Regions from separate parts of the Gossypium hirsutum genome. Here region 1 is linked to region 2. The links are chromatin contacts, called in public Hi-C maps. All regions are on one chromosome and are shown on one strand. The core of a region is the stretch at or near the end of the contact, and the rest is flanking DNA. Distances in the headings are between cores, read along the strand shown.

The links. A called contact is a pair of places that touch in the nucleus more often than the background predicts.
Region 1: a Hi-C map of leaf shows a contact between it and region 2, with 2.9 times the contacts expected there. The contact joins the promoter of LOC107934272 here to the enhancer-like site in region 2. A contact is called at or near these places in 5 of 34 Hi-C or Micro-C datasets (leaf and seedling).

The regions. Positions count from the first base shown.
Region 1 is chrA12:97,849,302-97,852,001 of Gossypium_hirsutum_v2.1, reverse strand. It overlaps LOC107934272, which reads left to right and starts at 1,439. Exons shown (of 8, transcript XM_016866650.2): 1 at 1,439-1,803; 2 at 2,444-2,700. The coding sequence starts at 2,465.
Region 2 is chrA12:97,579,605-97,582,304 of Gossypium_hirsutum_v2.1, reverse strand. No RefSeq gene overlaps it. Among protein-coding and RNA genes, the nearest start is that of LOC107934275, 3.6 kb to the left of the region's middle. Within about 2 kb of position 1,359, at least 1 of the 9 cell types and tissues checked has an H3K27ac peak or open chromatin away from gene starts, as enhancers often do. A contact at or near this core is called in leaf, where this site is marked.

The DNA.
Region 1 (2,700 bases), core at 190-2,689, 270 kb before region 2:
TAAATTAGTCATTACATATTAGATTAAATAATAAATTGATTTTTTCTATTAAAAATATCATTTATTTGTATTATTAAAAATTAGTGTGATTAATAGAATAACTAAATAATGACATGTAACGTATTATATGTATACTATGATGACATATAGAGATCAATTTTTAGCAACATAAATAAAAAATTTAAACAAATAAATTAATTTACTCCTTAATTTAATGTATAATAATTAATGTCTATATTTTAATAAGGGCTTACTCCTAATATTTATAGTTATAAATATTTGTTAACATTGTTTTGAATAATGATGAGTTTTCTAACAAATTTAAATCATGAAGGGATAAATGAAGGCTAAATTCAATGTTGGCGACCAAGTAATATTTTTAATTTTCTACCCATCAGAACAAGTGCGGGTCTAGCACTCTAATTTCTTTGTATATTTTAAATTTTATATTAATTCATGAAAAGAAACTAATGATTCAAGATTCTGAAATAAATATAATATTGTCGATATTTACGATACGATGTAAAACACAAACTGCATTTTAATATTAAATCGTACACACTTTGGGGGTTTTAAAATATGTTTTTATCAATTTCTTTTGTTTTATTTAATATAATAAGGTTTAATTACAAAAGAATCCTTCAACTTTATTTCAAACTATACTTGTCTCTTGTGTTTCCCGAATGGAAATGTACCTATTTCAAAACAATTAGGTGAAGTTCAAAAGGAAATTTCTATAAAATAAATGGATTTAGTTTTTGTTATTATCAAATCAAAATTGAGCAGCTCGAATTATTGAATTCAAATATTAATTTAACTTAAATAGTGTGTAAGATTAATTAAGGTTTTTAAATTTTTTTTTCTTAAATTAGTAGTAAACAATCTCAATTCCAACTCAATTTGATTTTTATCTTACAATGTTTTAATTGGAGATAGGAAATATTGTTTCAACTCTTGAAAAAAAACATATAACCACTATTCTATATAAATCAGGATAATTTTATCTTAAATTTAATTTAAAATTTAAAAGTAGAATTAAAAAAAAATTAAAATGTGTTATAAGCCCCTTTACTCAATTTAGCATTCTAATTTTATTTCAAAAACTTTAAATTTTTTCTTTTTTTAATTTAAAAAACATAAAATTAATTATTGATATTATTAATTTTTTCATTAAATTCATGTTCATAATAACATTGTGTTTTTGTTAGTACCTTTTTTATTTCAAAAATATTATATTAACACATCTAACAAAAAAAACTTATCAAGTTTAACAATTAAGCTTAAAATTTAAAATTTAAATTCTTAAAAATAAAAATATTAAACTTTAAATTTACAAAAATACTAAACATATTATAACAAAATTTAACAAAAATAATAATAAATCCTTCGATGGTTTCGCCGACATATATTTATATATCGTTTTTGTCCGAAATACAATGGTCTACAAAGGAATTTCCGATCATAACCTTTGACGTCCGTTATACGAAAATGTTAAAAAATCAAACGGGGAGAGACTTCTGGAGATAACGTTGGACGGACGTTAAGCAGCCTAATCCACAAAGCTTCGTTTCTTTGTTTTAGACCAATTCACCAAACTACAAATCTTCGTTTTAAAATTTAATTTTTTTTACTAAAATTATATATTTTTAACATAAAAGAAAAAAAAGTAAGGAAGAAAATCTCTATTGTCCAATTGTTTCACCTCCAAGCAAAGGGAAGGAAAGACCTTAGACTTTTCATTAAAGCGTTATAAAGATAAGCAAAAGAACATTTCGGACTCCAAGATCAAAGCGGTATTTACGGGTAATTTTTCATACTATGTTTTGTTTTTTTTTTATTAATGGATTTGTTCTATTCTGATCATTATTGTGGTATTTTCGTTTTGGTTTTGATTTGATTTTCTTTCGAGTTTGGGAATTTTGGTTTGGTTTGGGTTCGGTTGGATTGGGTTGTTTGGTTGCCCAGAAAATGGAAATAATTTGTTTTTTTCTTTTCTCATTTTCAGCGGAGAGTGAAAAAAAAAAAAGACCATGAAAATTTTGAGTAAAAGCTGGATTTTCTTTTTTATGGATAGCTAAAGCTGAAAATTTTGGGTTTTTTAATTTGGATATTTATTGTGGGTGTAGCCTATAGGAAGAAACTTTTAAGAAATAAATAAAGGGAAAATTTGAATTCCATATGAAGATGAATAATAAAACAAGAGAGTTAATGAGAAATAGAATGTCAAAGCATCCGATAAACATAGGCTAGGAGTTTCAGTAATTACACAAAGTAAAAAAGAAAAAGAAATGGTTTTGGTTTATTATATTACGAACAGTTGAATCCTTCACTTAGTTTTAAAGTCAAAGCCTGGAATGTTAATTTTGGAAGTCATTTTGCAGTTAAAGCCTCAACTGTTATCCTTACTAACTGAAACTTCTTCTGCATTGCTGTGTGTTATAAGGACCTTTCATTTTGGATAAAAATGGGTGATCATCTGGTTTTATGTGTGGACCGTCTTATAACACCTGAAAGTTTGCAATCAATGCAAGAAACTGAGGCTGCAGGATCTTCCGGTGAAGGTTCTTCTCAAGCCTCTGACCCAAATGCTTGTGCTATTGGTGTTAAGGAAGTGGAAGAACATGGTTGCTGTGATGAAGAAGAACCACTTATACAGACAGCTGAATGCCGTATCTGCCAGGAGGAGGACTGCATTAAGAA
Region 2 (2,700 bases), core at 110-2,609:
TGTATGATTTCTACTAGTTCACTATTAAGAAAAAAAAATATATATTTTTTTTAGTTTTAAACTTTATTTAAGTAAAAAACCTAAATTGATTAAAATAATAAAAATAAAGGGCAAAATGGTCTAAAATTTAAGATTATGTCCGTAATTTAAGATTACTTAAGAAATGGACCATAATGAGATTACACCCTATATTACAAGATGGTTAAAATGTTGAAATTCAAACACTATAATTTCATTCTAAAATATAACATTAATAAAATGTTACATTTGACGAATCAAAGTCCGCTTAATATAAAATGGAATGTGTATATTTATATAATAATTATATTCTTCATATTCATATGTATAAAACAATAATATTTATGAAAGAAATAAAGGCAAAATAATATGTTTCCATATCTTGAAACAAAGTCTTTTTTAAATTTCCATTCAATGAGTTTAAAGTCAAATTATGTGTATTTGATAGGTTTTATAGTATGAGAAGTTGTAACCTTCCAAGATTTGTCTTGAGTTTTTCTAAATTCATTCTTGCTTAAAACAATTCAAAGGCAATATGTTCGAGATAGAGGTAATGTATTCTCTAATTAGGGCATTTAAAAGGATAAATTTTCTATTTTTTAGATTCAACCCCTCAATGTTGAATTCAATCCTACTCAAATTACAAATGATGTTGATATCTAAAGGACAAAACTAATTAGCCAAGTGAATAACATTAGAATCGAGTGTACTAATTCTTATAGTTTTCAAAATATTAACTTAATATCAACTAGCGAGTCAAGATAGGAACATCAAAACATCAATTTTCCGACTAGACTAATTACTACAAGTAAAACGTGTATCCTAAAATTCATTTTTATTCCTTTGAAGATAGTTCATGACGTTCGTGATGTTTCATTCAATGAACCTCATTGGATTTATTTTGGAGTTTTGAAAACATTTTCAATTTAGGGAACCTTTTCTATTTTGATTAATTTCTATTTTTTTTGGGGGGGGGAATTTGATATCTAATAATTCTTATTTTTAAATATTTACCATTTTAAAAGGGCTAAATTTCGGACAATCCAGATAATATTTTTGACATTTGGGAAGTTACTAAAGATGTCCTGGCAAGATGTAATAAGTACTGAAAACATATTTGGATTCCGATAACTTTTCATTTTTGAGTTTTTCTTACATGTTGGACTTTTTGTAACCAACTTTTAACTCTTTTAGGACTAGTTTTCATAATGTTGATTTTTATTTTTTATTTAATTATTAATTGAGTCATTTGGGCTTGAGTTAAGGCCCTATTATGTGCTGCCCATGTTGGGCATTGACTAATTACTTCGGCGACCGAAGAAGGCCCAATAGGTGTAGCAACCTATAACGAATGAATAGCCCAAGAAGCCGATAAAAGAAGCAAGTGACGGCAGCCCAATGGTCCATGTAGTAGCCGGCCACATTGGAGTTACTTAAAGGCTAAGTTTTAAGACTTTTAAAGACTAAATTACCCAAAAAGGCCCTTTTCCATGCATATTTACGAATGAGCCGGTTACACCATTATTTACTGAAAAAGACCGATTTTTACAAAACGCGCCTACGTGGCTACGTTTTAGGGGGAAAAGCTAGGAAATCGCTCCCTTGAGAAAGTGTTTTTTGCCACGTCAGCCAAAAACGCGCTTACATGGAGGCGTTTTCTTGATGCGGCAAAAAACACTTACTCAAAGGAGCGAATTGCTCCATGTTTTTAGATGTTAGGGATATTTTCATGTTTAGTCCCTATGGTTTTTTTAGGGTTAGGGTTTAATGATTAGATTTTTGTTAAAACAAGTTAGGGTTTTAAAGTTTTAATAGTTTTTAAAAAAAATCAATATTTAGTGTTATTTAAAAAAATTATTTAAATTAGGGTTAATGATTTTAAAATAAATTAAGTTAGGGTTTTAAATAAATTAGGACTTAGGGTTTATGGTTTATGGTTTTAAATAGATTAAGTAAATTAGGGTTCTAGGATTTTAAATAAAATAAGTTAGTGTTTAAAATAAATTAAATTAGGGTTTAAGGTTGATTAAATTAAGGTTTTTGTTTTTAAATAGATTAAGTAAATTAGAGTTTTAGTGTTTTAAATAAATTAAGTTAGGGTTTAAAATAAAATAAATTAGCATTTTGAGTTTATTAAATTAGGGTTTATATTTTTTGGTTAAAATTAATTAAATTAGGGTTCTGGGGTTTTAAATAAACCATTTCTATTTCTATTTGTTCGAAGGAGATATGTTTATGACCAAGACGAATTAATTCCCCGGCAATTGCTAACACGATCAGATATTTTTGAAATTATAAAAAAATAATACTAATTTAGAAAAAAATTTAAAGTAAATAACTAATTATAAAGATTTTTTCTGTGAAATAATAGGAGTGGGGAGGTTTATACTTTTTTTTTTACCGTTGGAACCCCCCAACAGTAAAAAAGAAATTACCCGTTGGTATTTTAAAAAGCCAGAAAATCGCTCCCTTGAGGTAGCATTTTTTGCCATGTCAGCAAAACACTTCCACGTGGACGCGTTTTGCTGACGTGGCGAAAAACGCTTCCTCAAGGGAGCGATTTTTTGACTTTTTCCCCTTAAAACGCGGTCATGTAGGCACGTTTTTATAAAAATCGGCCCTTTCCAGTAAATAATGGTGTAATCGGCCCATTTCCGTAAATATGCATGGAAAATGGCCTTT